Regions from separate parts of the Mus musculus genome. Here regions 2 and 3 are each linked to region 1. A link is a contact called in public HiChIP or PLAC-seq and promoter capture Hi-C data. All regions are on one chromosome and are shown on one strand. The core of a region is the stretch at or near the end of the contact, and the rest is flanking DNA. Distances in the headings are between cores, read along the strand shown. Region 1 holds the start of Cdc20 (cell division cycle 20). Region 2 holds the start of Nsun4 (NOL1/NOP2/Sun domain family, member 4). Region 3 holds the start of Lrrc41 (leucine rich repeat containing 41).

What was found. HiChIP or PLAC-seq counts read pairs in DNA pulled down with a chosen protein or histone mark. Capture Hi-C pulls out chosen DNA fragments and counts their contacts.
Region 2: a contact with region 1 is called in an H3K4me3 HiChIP or PLAC-seq map of embryonic midbrain, with 11 times the contacts expected there. The contact joins the promoter of Nsun4 here to the promoter of Cdc20 in region 1. A contact is called at or near these places in 3 of 39 promoter capture datasets (hippocampal neurons, liver and pre-B cells), 1 of 115 datasets of contacts at active chromatin or transcription factors (embryonic midbrain) and 2 of 9 other capture datasets (adipose tissue and liver).
Region 3: a contact with region 1 is called in a promoter capture Hi-C map of adipose tissue, with 2.4 times the contacts expected there. The contact joins the promoter of Lrrc41 here to the promoter of Cdc20 in region 1. A contact is called at or near these places in 2 of 39 promoter capture datasets (erythroid cells and pre-B cells) and 3 of 9 other capture datasets (adipose tissue, liver and macrophages).

The regions. Positions count from the first base shown.
Region 1 is chr4:118,434,879-118,439,978 of GRCm38.p6, reverse strand. Cdc20 (cell division cycle 20) reads left to right here and starts at 2,636. Exons shown (of 10, transcript NM_023223.2): 1 at 2,636-3,038; 2 at 3,137-3,285; 3 at 3,373-3,469; 4 at 3,591-3,719; 5 at 3,814-4,010; 6 at 4,108-4,202; 7 at 4,278-4,506. The coding sequence starts at 2,858.
Region 2 is chr4:116,051,299-116,056,398 of GRCm38.p6, reverse strand. Nsun4 (NOL1/NOP2/Sun domain family, member 4) reads left to right here and starts at 2,588. Exons shown (of 6, transcript NM_028142.5): 1 at 2,588-2,715. The coding sequence starts at 2,623.
Region 3 is chr4:116,072,415-116,077,514 of GRCm38.p6, reverse strand. It overlaps Lrrc41 (leucine rich repeat containing 41), which reads right to left and starts at 2,246. Exons shown (of 10, transcript NM_153521.2): 1 at 1,908-2,246. The coding sequence starts at 2,106. It overlaps Uqcrh (ubiquinol-cytochrome c reductase hinge protein), which reads left to right and starts at 2,445. Exons shown (of 4, transcript NM_025641.3): 1 at 2,445-2,599. The coding sequence starts at 2,546.

The DNA.
Region 1 (5,100 bases), core at 1,387-3,886:
TTTCTTTCTGTTTGTTTTTTGAAACGGGGTCCCTCTATTACATAGCCCTACCTGTCCTGGAACTCACAGAGAACCACCTGCCACTGCCTCCCAAGTGTTGGGATTACGTAAAATTAAGGCAGTTTGCTATCTGCCTTGAGATCAGTAAACTTGCCAGATGTGGTGACACACACCTTTAATCCCAGCACTCCGAAGGCAGACACATTTGAGTTCGAGGTCAGCCTGGTTTACACAGTGAGTTATAGGACAACCAGTGCTACACAAAACCTTGTCTCAAAAAAAAAAAAAAAAAAAAAAAAAAAAAAAAAAAAAAAAAGAAGAAGAAGGAAAAAGAAGGGCTGGTGAGATGGCTCAGTGGGTAAGAGCACCTGACTGCTCTTTCGAAGGTCCAGAGTTCAAATCCCAGCAACCACATGGTGGCTCACAACCACCCGTAACAAGATCTGACTCCCTCTTCTGGAGTGTCTGAAGACAACTATAGTGTACTTACATATAATAATAAAATAAATCTTAAAAAGTTCAAGGTCTTCCTAAACTATGTGGAGTTCAAGGCCAGCCTGGCTACATGAGAGTGTGTTTCCAAAATATGTACGTAAACTGTTTTAATGCAGTAGTTAGCAGATGATCAACTAGTAATTATTATTTGTATTAATGTTGTTTTACCTTTGTGCATATTCATGTAAGTCACTAAAGCCCTGCACTAAATGGGAGTCACCTAGATCCTAGATCCTTCCTTTTTTTGTTTTTGGTTTTTCGAGACAGGGTTTCTCTGTATAGCCCTGGCTGTCCTGGAACTCACTTTGTAGACCAGGCTGGCCTCGAACTCAGAGATCAACCTACCTCTGCCTCCCAAGTCCTGGGATTAAAGGTGTGCTCCACCACTGCCTGGCGCTTTTTTTTTTTTTTTTTTTTTTTTTTTTTTTTTGAAAAAAGAATTTAGACTGACCAATTCAGAGTCTGCCATTTATTTATTTATTTATTTATTTATTTATTTTTTTTTTTCGAGACAGGGTTTCTCTGTGTAGCCCTGGCTGTCCTGGAACTCACTTTGTAGACCAGGCTGGCCTCGAACTCAGAAATCCGCCTGCTTCTGCCTCCCAAGTGCTGGGATTAAAGGCGTGCGCCACCACGCCCGGCGCTTTTTTTTTTTTTTTTTAATGTTTTTTATTGTCACCAGAAGGAAGAGGTGCGCTGTGGGTGCAGAGATCAAAGGGCCACTTTTTTTTTTTTAAAGTGTGTATGTGTTTTGCCTACATCTATGTCTGTATACCTCATGCACACCTGATGCTGGCAGAGGCCAGGGAAGGCACTGGATCCCCTGGGACTACAGTAATAGATCTTGAATACCTATATTGGGCGCCGGGAACTGAACCCTAGGTAATCTGGAAGAGCATCTAGCGATAACAGCTAAGCCATCATCTTTCTAACCTCCTTTCCGCTTTAAAATAATTTATTTTTATCGGGGAGGAGGGGTGTGTTTGTGTGCCATCTGTATGCTGGTTCCATAAGAGGGCATCGATGCCCTGGAGCTGGAGTTAGAGGTAGTTGTGCGCTGCCTGACAAAACCAAATTTTCTTCCCGTGGAAGAGCAAGAAGTTCTAACTGAGGCATCTCTCCAGGCCCCAGACCTGGATTCTTACCAACCTCTTTTTATGACCTTGGGCTAATTTCTTGTATTGCACCTTGGTTTTTCTATCAGCATAACCAGGTTCTTGGCCCAGCGTGGTGGCACACGCCTTAAATTCCACCGCATCTCTGAGATCCAGGGCAGTTTTTTCTACAAGGTGAATTCCAGGCCAGCCCGGACTGCATAGTGAGACCCTTGTCTGAAACAAACAAAATGGGTGTCGCTCTGGCAGATTATGTGCAACGGGGGTAAGGAGATCTCTAGGTCTCTGAAGAATCCTAAGTCCCACGGGAGTCCTCCACAGGATGTGATGTCCCCAAGAACAGCCTAACCTAATCTTCACGACGAAAGGCTGGAATTCTGATCATTGTTTTGACACACACACCCCTTCCTCTCACTTTGTGTTTGCAGAACCCCACACTGGTCCGCATACTTCCTTCCTAGCAGGGTTTCAGGCGCCCTCCCCATTCAGACTGCCACCTCCCCACCGTCTCTAACCAACTGGGTCCTCCGGGTTGAGGTTGAGTTTCTCTCTCTCTCTCTCTCTCTCTCTCTCTCTCTCTCTCTCTCTCTCTCTCTCTCTGTGTGTGTGTGTGTGTGTGAGAGAGAGAGAGAGAGAGAGAGAGAGAGAGAGAGAGAGAGAGAGAGAGAGAGAGAGAGAGAGAATGTGTGTATGTGTGAACGTGTGACCTAAGTACCACCCACAGGCTTCGATGTGACCTTTCAAAGATTCCCAGATGCTCTAACTGCCGGGCCCAACCCAGAGAGATGGCCGGCAGAGAGCGGATCCCGAGGACTAACTGTGCGGGACCCGCCCCCGTGTTCCGATTCGGGCTCCGATTCGGGCAGGGACGAAGGCTCCCAGAGATGGGTTCGGGATTTCCTTCCAAATGCTTGGTCGTCGCACTCTCGTGAGATTTGCTCCCGGAAGACCCGGCCCTCTTCAGTGTAGCGACCAATCGGCAAGGGCGACGGTTAAGACAGTTGGGTTTTGAAGGAGCCAATGAACGCTAGCAGCGGAGAGTTTAAGAACAACAGTCCGGCGTGTCCTTAGCTTGTCTGGAAAAGAACGCGTTCGGCAGGCGCACTGACGCGCTGCGAGGAGCTGGGGGTTTGTGTTCGGGAGAGCTGAGTACGGAGAGGGACCGGGCTGCTGCGAGCTGTGGCAGGCGGAGCCCAGGAGCCCGGCGAGGATCGCGCTTGGTCGCCTTTCGCCCCGGTAGCGGTGCCATGGCGCAGTTCGTGTTCGAGAGCGATTTGCACTCACTGCTTCAACTGGACGCACCCATCCCCAATGCCCCGGTTGCGCGCTGGCAGCGCAAAGCAAAGGAAGCCACAGGCCCAGCCCCCTCGCCCATGCGGGCCGCCAACAGATCACACAGCGCCGGGCGGACCCCGGGCCGAACTCCTGGTGAGTGGGTGGAGGGAGCTGGAATCGCTGAGAGTCCGTCTTCATGCTCCCTCCGGGAGCCTCGTCAGGCTGTCTGACTTCTCTCTCCCTGCCCCCAGGCAAATCTAGTTCCAAGGTTCAGACCACCCCTAGCAAACCTGGAGGTGACCGCTTTATCCCCCAACGCAGTGCTTCTCAAATGGAGGTGGCCAGCTTCCTCTTAAGCAAGGAAAACCAGCCGGAAGACAGGGGGACGCCCACCAAAAAGGTATGATTCCACAGGGGTCATGAGACTTGAGGTGTCTGTCCCCTGGCTGATACCGGTCTTCCTCCCCTCACTTGCCGTGTATTTCAGGAGCATCAGAAAGCCTGGTCTCTCAACCTGAACGGTTTTGATGTGGAGGAAGCCAAGATCCTCAGGCTCAGCGGCAAACCTCAGAATGCCCCAGAAGGTAAGGAGTGAGTGACATCATCGAGGCTGGTGTCAGTCCTTCCTAAGGGGAGACATGTGGCTGCTTTTCCACATGTGGATGGGTATCAGTTTCCAAGTCTAGACCCACTCTCTTGCCACAGGCTACCAGAACAGACTGAAAGTACTGTACAGTCAGAAAGCCACGCCTGGCTCCAGCAGGAAGACTTGCAGATACATCCCTTCTCTGCCAGACAGGATCCTTGATGCCCCCGAAATCCGGAATGACTACTGTGAGTGCACTGTTGTCTTTGCGGATGGAGAAAGATGGCCTAGGAATGGACCAGTCCAACAAAGGACCTCATGTTTTCTTCCTTCCCCTGGCAGACCTGAATCTTGTAGATTGGAGCTCTGGAAATGTATTGGCTGTGGCACTGGACAACAGTGTGTACTTATGGAACGCTGGTTCTGGTGACATCCTGCAGTTGTTGCAAATGGAGCAGCCTGGAGACTACATATCCTCGGTGGCCTGGATCAAGGAGGGCAACTACCTAGCTGTAGGCACCAGCAATGCTGAGGTCCAGGTGAGCCTGGTTGCCTGTATTGTGGCTCTGTGGTCACTGGGCTCAGGGGGGAGCTTGCCCACCTTACATCTGTGACCCTGTGGTCATTCCTCTGCAGCTCTGGGATGTGCAGCAGCAGAAACGACTTCGAAACATGACCAGTCACTCCGCTCGAGTAAGCTCCCTCAGTTGGAACAGCTATATCCTATCCAGGTCGGTGTTTTTCCCAGTCTATAGCAGAACCTTTCCGGTTTCTGCCATCCGGAACTAAATCTCTTCTTCTCTCAGTGGTTCACGGTCTGGCCACATCCACCACCATGATGTTCGGGTAGCAGAACACCATGTGGCCACACTGAGTGGCCATAGCCAGGAAGTATGTGGGCTTCGCTGGGCCCCAGATGGACGACATCTGGCAAGTGGTGGCAATGATAACATTGTCAACGTGTGGCCTAGTGGTCCTGGAGAAAGTGGATGGGCTCCCCTGCAAACATTCACTCAACATCAAGGCGCTGTCAAGGTGAGAAAGCATTTGAGCTGAGGTCTTTACAGACACTCAGCTATAAACGAGGGACTACTAAGAGGAGAGGACAAGGCGGGGTTGAGTTTAATTGTGACACTTAGAGTTGAGAGATGGTTTTGTCCACTGAGTATTCATAATAGATGATGACTACTGTGCCCAGAGAGCTGGGTGCCTTCCAGCATCGTCACGATTATTGAAGCAGCTCCTGTCTTGGAGTTGTTTGAAAATTGTTATCACCTCTGATTGGCTAATAAAGAGCTGATCAACCTGTAGCTGGGGAGGAGAGTTTAAGATGGGTGGGAAAAGAGGTGAGGTCACCAGGAGGGAGTCTCCAGGAGATGGTGGAGGAGGAGCAGCCAGGGCGAGACGGAGATGTCAGGTTACAGGGCAGGTGCTGGGTGTTAGGCATCAGAGCTGGGTTAGAATAGATGAGAACCCTGCCCAGCTATAGTGCAAGAAGCTCTTTAATACATATTCCAGGTTTCTGTGCCATTTCAAGGGAAAGGAGGGCATGGAAAAGCTCAGTTCTTTTACACGTAGGGCTGCTTCTGCCTCTCTGTTGACCTGACCCAGCCTTTATCCATTCCACCC
Region 2 (5,100 bases), core at 1,339-3,838, 2.4 Mb after region 1:
AACCTTTAACCCTAAAATGTATAAAAACTGCTTGTAATAGCCATTCAGGGTCTACTTCTTGTCACTCTCTTTGTGACTGATTGAGGGGTGACCCTAATGCACTGGAAAATAAACCTCTTGCTTTTGTATCAATCTACATCTCGGTGTCTCACTCAGAGGCATCTTGAAGTAAGTATCACTGACTGAGGGTCAGGGTTTTACACAACTACTCACCATGCCTCTAGGGGCCTTAGCATTTATATACCCTCTGAAAAGTCCCCAGAATTCCAAATGTCACACAATCACATAAATTATCTGCTCCTGGCAAAATCACACCCCTGCTATAGCATGAGGCAAATCATAGCTGCTGTGGACAATATGAAGCAGCCCCATGTCCCACACTTGAGGTTAAAATAAGAATATATTCCCATATTTCTGGGTTTTTCAAAGAAACCAAAATTCTCACTACATTCCTCTGATTACATTAACAGCAAAAAACAAACAAACAAACAAACAAACAAAAACAACAAAAATTGAGACAGTTTTCACTATATATCCCTAGCTGACCTTCAACTCGCTGCAGAACAGGCTGGTCTCTAACTCAAAGAGATCCACCTGACTCAGACTCCAGGAGCTCACGGATTAAAGATATGAACCTTTGTCTGCAAAGGAAATAGGAACTCCACAGGAAGATCAACAGAGTCAACTAACCTGGACCCTTGGGACTTTCAGAGACTGAACCACCAACCAAAGAACATACACGAGCTGGACCTAGGCCTCCCCGCACATATGTAGAAGATGTGCAGCTCTGTCTTCATGTGGGTCCCAAATAACTGGAGCAGAGACTATCCCAAAAGCTATTGCCTGTCTGTGGGATATGTTCTTCCAGCTGGGCTGCCTTGTCTGGCCTCAATGGGAGAGGATACGTTTTGCCAAGCAGACCTGATGTGCCATGGTGGGGAGATAGCTGGGGGGGGACCTCCACCCTCTAGGAGGAGAAGAGGGAATGGGGGAGGCATTGTGGGAGGGGAGTTGGTAAAGGGGTAGTGATTGGGATGTAAAGTGAATAAATAAATCAAGAAACAAAACAAAAGGGGCTGGTGAGATGGCTGAGCGGTTAAGAGCACTGACTGCTCTTCCAAAGGTCCTGAGTTCAAATCCCAGCAACCACATGGTGGCTCACAACTATCTGTAATGAGATCTGACTCCCTCTTCTGGAGTGTCTGAAGACAGCTACAGTGTACTTACATATAATAATAAATAAATCTTAAAAAAAAAATTCTTAAAAAAAAAAAGAAACAAAAGGACATGTGCCATCGTGGCCTCATTTGGCTCACTAAAATTTTGAAACTCAAATTCTCACTTGTTTAAGTCTTATTTTACTTTTATTGTTTAAGATAATGACAGATAGCCAGTCGGTGGTGGCGCATGCCTTTAATCCCAGCGCTTGGGAGGCAGAGGCAGGCAGATTTCTGAGTTCGAGGCTAGCCTGGTCTATAAAGTGAGTTCCAGGACAGCCAAGGCTATACAGAGAAATCCTGTCTCGAAAAACCAAAAAAAAAAAAAAAAAAAAAAAAAAAAGATAATGACAGATACGTATGTGACTTGGATGATGAGTACAATTTTTGGCAGGTGCTCATTCTATATTTGTATGAGTTACAGTTTGGGCACACCCTTTTAATCCCAGCCCTTGGGAGACGGAAGCAAGCAGGTATAATTTCCAGGCTAGCCTGGTGTACATAGAGAGTTATAGGCCAGCCACGACTATGTAGTGAGATCTTGTCTCAAAAATCAAAAGGAAAAGAAAAGAGTGTGTTATATGTTTGTATATGTTCATGCATATGTGCATATGGTCTATGAATGGCAGCTGCAGGTCAACACCACACGTCTTCAGATGGTCTCATGGAATCTGGAGCTCACTAATTCAAAGACGTTGGCTGCCCCACAACTTCCAGAGATCAGTTTGACATACTTAACATTTTTAAAAAATTACGACTTAGCTGATTATACTATATGGTGGGTGGCAATACATTATAAGAATAAATGTAAGGTTACAGAAAAGCTGTCTGACCTGTAGCTATGAAAACCAAGCTTGGCCTGGAACTCACAGAGATCCGTCTGCTTCTGCCTTCCAAGTGCTGGAATAAAGACATATGCCACTCTGCTCAGCCAAACGATCATTTCTAAAAATAGTGATCACCCCCTTTCTTCTTGGATCCTAAGCGGCGTAGTCAATTTGATAGTCTCAGAAAGAACACAAAATTAGGTACCGAGTCTTGAAAAGAACCGTCTAAAAGGAAGATCTTGAAACTGGCTTCTATGGCTTCCTAGCAATTCCGCTTCTGTCTATAGTCTGCTCTAATTTCGTTCTACCTCGGCAGCTTTCTCCATGCAGGTTGAGCCCAGAAGGCCTTCCCTGCAACTTCCTAGGAGCTCCTTTAGATGCTCTAGCACAGCCACCGCTTCGTGTGCGCCCCGAGGATTCTGGTGGGTGGGGTGTGGAGGTAGGCGGAGCCCTGGGGGCGCCGCAAGCCTAGCCCCGCCCTGTCTGCCGCTGATATTCTAAGCAGCCCTCAATCCTTCCCGGAACCCGCGAGAGCGCAGCTGCAGTTTCAGTCGGAATTATTGGCGTTGTTAGTTGACATGGCTGCGCCCGTCTTAAGATGTGTTCGGAAGCTGCTGAAGCTCGTGGACTTCACGCCGGTCCCGCGGAGATATCGATATAAGAAGAAATGGGTAAGGTCTGACATTAGAGGGAGACTTATCCAGCCCTTGCGTTTCCCGTCACTCACAGTTGCATTCGGGACATGAACTCCAGGGACCGTAACCTTCTTGGAGCTCTTGTCTCACGCCTGCCTGTCCTTTTATTAACCACAAGCCTCTTCCTGTTGCGTAAGCAGCCCCCTGACTCCGCCCCTCTCTGTTAAGTCACGGCCTGAGCTTTCATTCGGTGACGTTACATCGCCTCATGTTACTTTTTCTTGCTTACTTTTATCTTGCCCTTCCCACCCTTCTTTTTCCTTTTCTTTCCTCCCTCTTACCCTTCCCCTCCAGTCCCATGAACTCTTCCCCTCCTTTCCTCCTTAAAATTTCAGCCCCTTCAACTTCACCTCAAGCAGACTGCCCTAACAACTACTCCTTCCCTCCTGAGTCTCCGTCGTCCTGCAGGAAAGGATTCACCCCTGTTCTCACTCTCGAGGTGCCTGTGGCGCCCGGGAAAGACTTCAACGACCACCTTTCCTGTAATGCTGGCCTTTCTCCAAATGCAGGCAACAGATTCACCAACCCCCCTTACTCTAGAGAACCTTTCTCTTGCCTCACCATTTCTTCTCCGTGCTTACCTCGACGGATCCCCACCCCGCCCCCTCCGCCCCCAGTCCTCTCCTCCCCACCCCCACCGGAGAGGTGCCCCTTTGAACCCTTTTCTCCACTCCTAGGAAGGCTGTACAGACAAGAGCCAGCTGGTTCATCCTCTCCTTGTTTTGACCGATTCAGCCTTCAGGGGTCACCCTCTCCTCATCAGCGGAACCTATGTTGCAACTATATTGATTCCCCAGAATCTCAGCGTTCATGCCCTCCAAGTCCGCGTCTTTGTTATGTGACTTCCCCACCTCTCATTCATCAGGCCCCTAGAGCCAGCCCAGTAACTTCCCCTGAACTTACTCATATAACCTTGGAGACAGGCCCGGTGATTTCGACTCCCCTTATGCCAGGGTCCCAGGGAAATTACTCCATCATTTCACCTCTTCTTACCCATCGGCCCCTGAGACCTGGCCTTGCAATTTCACCTCCCCTTGCTCACCGATCTGTGGAAACTAGACCTCTAACCCCTGCATCCATTTCTCACCGAGGGCCCCACTGTCCCTCTAGAAGAAGTTACAATGATCCTCCCCTTTCTTCAGCATCTTCCCCACCCTCTGGCAACCCTTACCACGACAACCCTATGCCTCCAAACTCTTGTGAACCTAAACCACAGCTTGATGTACCTCTTGGGAAAAATGGCTGTGGCCCTCCACTTTCTTCTCAGGCAGGCATGTCTGGCTCTCCCATCTCACCTCAAGAGGGCTGTATTCATTATTCCCATTTATGCCCAGATTCCCAGATATCTGCCCCTAGGAGTCCTTTCTGTGTTATCAACCTACCACCTGAGAGTGCTGGTTCTCCTAGCTCATCCCTGCCTCAGGCTCTCCAGAAGCCCTGTGTAGGGTCCTTTCTGTGGGAGCCTGGGGGGAACTCTTACCTCTTACTAACCCCAGGTACTATAATTTCTGGTCCTTCCTGCACCACAGGACCACCTCTTCCTCAGTGTCCTAATCCTTCCCCGTATTTCCCATCTCCCCTGAACAACCAGTGTGTAGCTCCACCTCAGTCACCCAGAGGTTATAATGAACCCCGCCCTCCTACCTCAGCTCCCCCTCAAATGAAGTCCCCCAAATCCCCTGAATCACGACGCAATCCCTACAAGTGTCGGTCCCTAGACAATACACCCCACCACACTCCTCCTAGCCATTCTAAATCCCATAAGACCAACACCTGTCCTCAGCCTCCCTCCCAGTCCTTTGGCCTCTTTAGTCCATGTATGGAGCCAGCCATCACAACTACTTCAAATTCCTGCCCAAAAGAACCTCCCCCAGAGACCGCTGTCCTCAAAACTGTTGCTCCTACTTCCTGTCCTCATAGCTCGCCTTGTAATCCTGCTTTGCCCAGTAGATATCCTAAGAGTAGTCCCCACGTACCACCTCCAGTTTCCCCCTGCAATACTCATATGTATTCTGTGGTTCCTCCCACCTCCCATTTATCCCCACTCTCTAGTCCCCTAAATCAGTCTATACCTCTCCCTCAGCCTGCGGTTCTCCCTTGTGGCACTTATTCTGCTCCCAGGGGTCCGCCATCCCATATCAAGTCTGTGGCGCCTCCTTGTTCCACCCACATCTATTCTTTTATCCCTTTGAGAACACCCTTTGACCCCCGATGTTTACCTGTTGTCCCTCGAGCTCGGTTTTGCCCCACTACTGTTCCCTGTGGCATTCATACCTATGCTGTGACTTCTCCAGTCCCACTGAACAATCCCTCCCAGATCCCCTACAGCTGTTCTTTGCCTCCATCCAAGACCTCCTCTAC
Region 3 (5,100 bases), core at 997-3,496, 2.4 Mb after region 1:
CCTCCTGCTTAGCAATCCCCTCTCACACCTCTCACAGGAATTCTCATCTCTTCAAACTACAAAGTCTACTGTTCCTTTATTCTTAAGACAGGTTCCTTGCTTGCTTCCAGCCGTACTTTTTTCCTTTTAAATGCTTCCTCTTTGCAAGTCAGGGCCTCCATTAACACCCAACTCCTCTTCTAGCCAAGATCAGCATCTAAAGACTCTCCAGGCTGATAACAGGCTGCCACATTTCCAGGACTTCTCTGAGCCCCTGTTCAACCCCAGGGAGGCCTTTCCTTCCATTCACCATAGGGTCAGCCTGACCTTTTTCTGCGCAGCTTGGCACGGGGCCTCCACAATCTCCTCTGCTCACACAGGGCCTGAGGACTTCTTATCCATCTCTTCTCCCCCACCCCCACCTCCTGGAAGGCGCTTGGGCCTTCTCAGCAGTGCTGGCCACTCTAAGGCCTTACAACCTATTCTGGGGCAGCAATCCTGCAAACCCACCTCCTGGGGCTTAACAAAACCCTCACTCTCAGTTCTTAACGGACCAGGGCCTGCCTTCTGGCAAAGATGTCACCACCACCTTGGATAGTCCCGGTGGCACATCCCCTGCACACTCCAAGGCCAGGAGCCTCCTCTGATGTTACCCTCTCCTCCTCCACCTTCCGTCTGGCCCGACCTGTGATCTCATCCAACTTCAGCCTGACCCTACTCCACTAGCACCAATTCTGTCAGGCCCATGGCCTCCCTCCCTTGTCTCCCCTGAAGGCCCTAACTTTCTCTTTAACTCTCTACTCTCACTTTTCACGTCGTGGACCCTTTCCCCGCTTAAGTTGCCAGGCCGCTGGCCTGCGGTATCCTCCTCCAGCAGGGCCTCCTTGCCATCTGGTCGGGGAGCAGAAGGCCTTGGCTCACACCGGAGCGGAGCGGACTGTCTAGCCGGGTCCAGCCCCTCCGTACCGGCCGCTCTCACAACTAAGGCCTCGGCTCCCTCCTATTCGGCCCAAGGCCTCTTCCCCATGACGCGTCTCACCCGACTCTAGCTCCGCAGTCCGGGATACCCTGGCCCCTGCCCGGCCTGAGGCCTCTTCGGCCCTTCCCGCCGGCCGGTCTCCCGAGCCTGTCCGTGCTTACGGAGCGTCTCCCGGAGCCCTCCACTCACTTTCCTACCTTCTCCACCACCGCCCCGGTCCATCCAGAAGGCCACCGGCGCTACCTGCTCGGCGGGCAGACCCGCAGCTCAGTTTAGCAGCGAGGTCTGGGGCGTCGGTGCGCTCCCTTCAGCCCTCGCTCGGGCCGTCAAACAGGCCACGGCGCTCCCAGCCTTTTCGGCTTCTCCCCGCGACTCCGGTCCCTCGCTCGCTCTCCACTGGGCTGTCCCACCCCGCCCATCCGCGGGGCTCCCGGAGTCCAGGTACCGGTGGTGTGCCCGGCGGACAGCGGAGGCCCCGGGCCGGCAGCGCAGGTGGCTGCGGGCCTGGCCTCCTTGCCTCGGGTCGGGCCTGCCAAAGTCGGTCCCTGCCCCGGGGCAGCCCGGCCATCCCTGCCCCGTCGGTTCGAGATCCGAGAATCCTCCGTTCAGTCCGGTCCAGCCCAGTGTCAGTTCCGAGCCTGTGGCTCCGGCCTGCTACTCCAGCCCCCGTCGCTAGGGCCCTGGCAGCTCTGCCCCGTACCGGGCCTTCTGGCCTCGCCCCCCGCGCCCCCCAGGCGAGCCGCGGCTCGGCTTCACCGGCTCCCTCGGTCTCAGGCTTCACTCCGTCCCGCCCTGTCAGTCACGGAATTTCTGTTCCGACTCCACCATCGAACTCCCGGGGCTCCCAGCTGGGCCTGGCCCCGGGCCTCTCGGCCTCGCCCCCCGCGCCCCCTGGCCGCCGGGCCGCCCCCGCTCGCTGCCGGAGGTCGCCCCTCACTCCGCGACTTACCCCACACCCCGCTCTCCAGAACCCCCATATGGGCGCTCACTGCCCGCCCGCACAGCTCGAACAGGGCGGGGGGAGCGCTGGGGCCCGAGGCCGAGCTCTTCGCTGGCGCCGCCTCCCGGGACGTGGCCTCCATGGTCGTTGCTGCCGCTACCTCACAGAACCAGCAACTCCGGGCGCGCCAGGCCTCGGGCGCCGCCATCTTGGGGAGGTGCGCGAGCCCGAGAATGACACCCGCGGGCCGCCATCTTGAAGAGGTCAGCTTTTAGGACCGCTCCATAAGGGATATGGGGAAGAACAGAAACAACATTAAAAGATCGTCAAACAGAGGAGCAGATGACTCAAGTATCTTAGGGAATACTACTTGGAAAAATACTGTAGATCAACACATTTGGGCAAGAAGTGACCGAAAGGATGTTTCTTAGCAAATTCTTTGCAGGCGTATATAGCAGCTCCCCCTACGTCTCGTAGCTAGCGAGTAGTACAGCCCAATTTGTGCGTGTGTTCGGGACTACGAGGAGTATGCCGCACTTCCGGCCAGGTCGCCGGATATCCGTCGAGTGACCCTTACTAGTCCTTCTTAAACCTGAAGTGGAGTACTACTCTGGTTGCGCTTGTTGGATCCCAAACCGGCTCCCGACATGGGACTAGAGGACGAACGAAAGATGCTCACTGGATCTGGAGACCCCAAAGAGGTAAGGCTTCGAGGTTGGCGGGCCCGGGACCTAGCTCAACAAAGCACCTCCCGGGGCTCTCTTAGTCCGGGTTTATAGCCTAGGGTTTGCGGGGTCCAGAGAGGTGGTTTCCGTTACTTACCTTCAGAATTCTTTGGTTGACCTTGGGCAGATTAATAGCTAGTCTTTCTCGGGATTGGCTTCCCCAAACCAGGAATGTGAAAGTGTAACTGGAGTTTATAATGCTGCACTGATAAACTTGTGTAAACAAACAAACAACCCCCCCCCAGGTTTTTGAGGTTCTAATTTGATAAATGTTTTGAGGTTCTAACTTGATAAGTGCGTGAAGCAAAAAACTAACGTTAGTCTTTAACGTAGCTTAGGTCAGAATTTATTTATGGAGATTTCGGGGACCCTAGTCTTCGGAAAAGTGCTTTCAGGAGTTGGGGTGTAGCTTCATGGTAAAGCTCTTGCCTAGCATTAACAAGCCCTGTATTCGCTTCCCAGCATCTCCAACAAAAAGCGGTTCTTTATCTTTTGGGATGGAGATGGCCGAGGACTTGTGCCTTTGGGGACAGTTTAAGAATGTGTAGTGTAATTCTGTGGTGCAAGAGGGAGCTCTTTCCCAAGTTGAGCATCATTGTGATAAATATTGGCTGCTTATGTGCTGAGTGCTTTATATGCACTAAGATACTTAACTTGCACAGTTTCCCCATGAGGTAAATATCAGGTACATTATATATTTTTGTCACTTTTATTACATGAGGCAGCAAGCAAGGAAGTTTATCTTGAATGAGGGCACACAACTAGCAAGACAATACAACTGGGACTCCAATGCAGACGTCCAGGCTTGAGAGCCAGAGCTCTAGCCCGAGACTCACTTTGCTTCCATTTCCTGTGCATTTGTCTTGTCTACTTCAGGACAAGCCATCAGGGCTTAATGGATTAATTAGTTGGCAAATTATTTATCCCTTAATTTTTTCAAGTTTTCATTCTCAGAAAGTTTAACAGGATACCACAGCAGATAGAAGTTTTAAAATTAAGAAAGTTGGGCATGGTGGTCCGTGTCTTTAATCCCAACACTCAGGAGGCAATGGCAGGAGGATCTCTGTAAGTTCAGAGCCATCCTGGTCTTCATATCAAACTCCATGACAGCCAGGACTATAGAGATCCTTTCTCAAAAAAACAATAAACCAACAAATCAAATAATAAAATGAAGAAAGTTAAATTAATTTTGTGAAAGATCCATAATGAATGGAGATGAAATCTTTTTATTCAGTGTGACTTTGGATTTTCTCATTGGTGGAAACAGAATTAGACCTGTATTTGGATTTGTTTAGCATGGTGTTTTTAGCACATTAGTGTTGTTATAGTAATGCCAATTGGGAAATGACACAGTTGTCTTGCTTCTAGAATGCTAATTTCAGGTGTGTCCCCCCCCCCCCCCGATTTTATTTTTACTTTAAGTGTATATTTGTATTTTGCTTACATGTATACCTTTGCACCACTTGCAATGCCTGATGCCCTCTGAGACCATAAGAGGGCACTAGATCTTCTGGAACTGGAGTTAACGTTTGTGAGCAACCATGTAGGAGCTAGGAAGAGCCAGGGTTTTTTTGGAAGAGAGACAAGTGCTCTTAACTGCTGAGCCATCTTTTGTGAGCATGTATAGGTGTTGGTTTGTGCATGCTTCTGTCTGTAGGTCCTTTCACATGGGCTCCTGGGATCAAACTCGGGTTGTCGGGCTTGGTAGCAAGCAATTTTACCTGATGGTTTTAGGACTTGGACCCAGGGCCTCAGGTATTCTTTACCACTGAGCTCTGATGTCAGAGGATCTTTTTAGGGGGATACTTTTTCTTTGTGAATTTTAAAAAATAGTTTATTTTTATGCATACAATTGTTTTACCTACATATGTGGCTGGAAGATGGTGTTGGATCCCCTGGGACTGGAGGTAGAGATGGTCTTGAGGTGACATGTGGGTGTTAAGAGTCAAATCTAGTGGGGCTGGAGTGATGGCTCAGTGGTTGAGAACACTGGCTGTTCTTCAATTCTCAGCAAGCACATAGTGGCTCACAACCATCTATAATGCCCTCTTCTGTCTAATCTAATGATCTAATGCCTTGTTCTGTCTGACATGCAGGTATACATGCAGATAAACCACTCATATACTTAAATATAAATCTTTAAAAAAGAGAGTCAAAGCTGATTCTTTTGCAAGAACAGCAAGTTCTCTTAGCTACTGAGCCATCTCTCTATCCCTTTAATTCTTTTTTTTTTATATCCCCCCCACCCCCCCACCTGCCTGCCCGCCTGCTTGCCTGCTCCAGCCCTGCTAGCAAAGAGGGCATCAGATCACATTACAGATGGTTGTGAGCCACCATGTGGTTGCTGGGAATTGAACTCAGGACCTCTGGAAGAGCAGTCAATGCTCTTAACCGCTGAGCCATCTCTCCAGCCCCTTAATAAATTCTTGAAAGGCGTTTTAAGAAACCTTATTGATGAAAAACTAGCATCTATATTC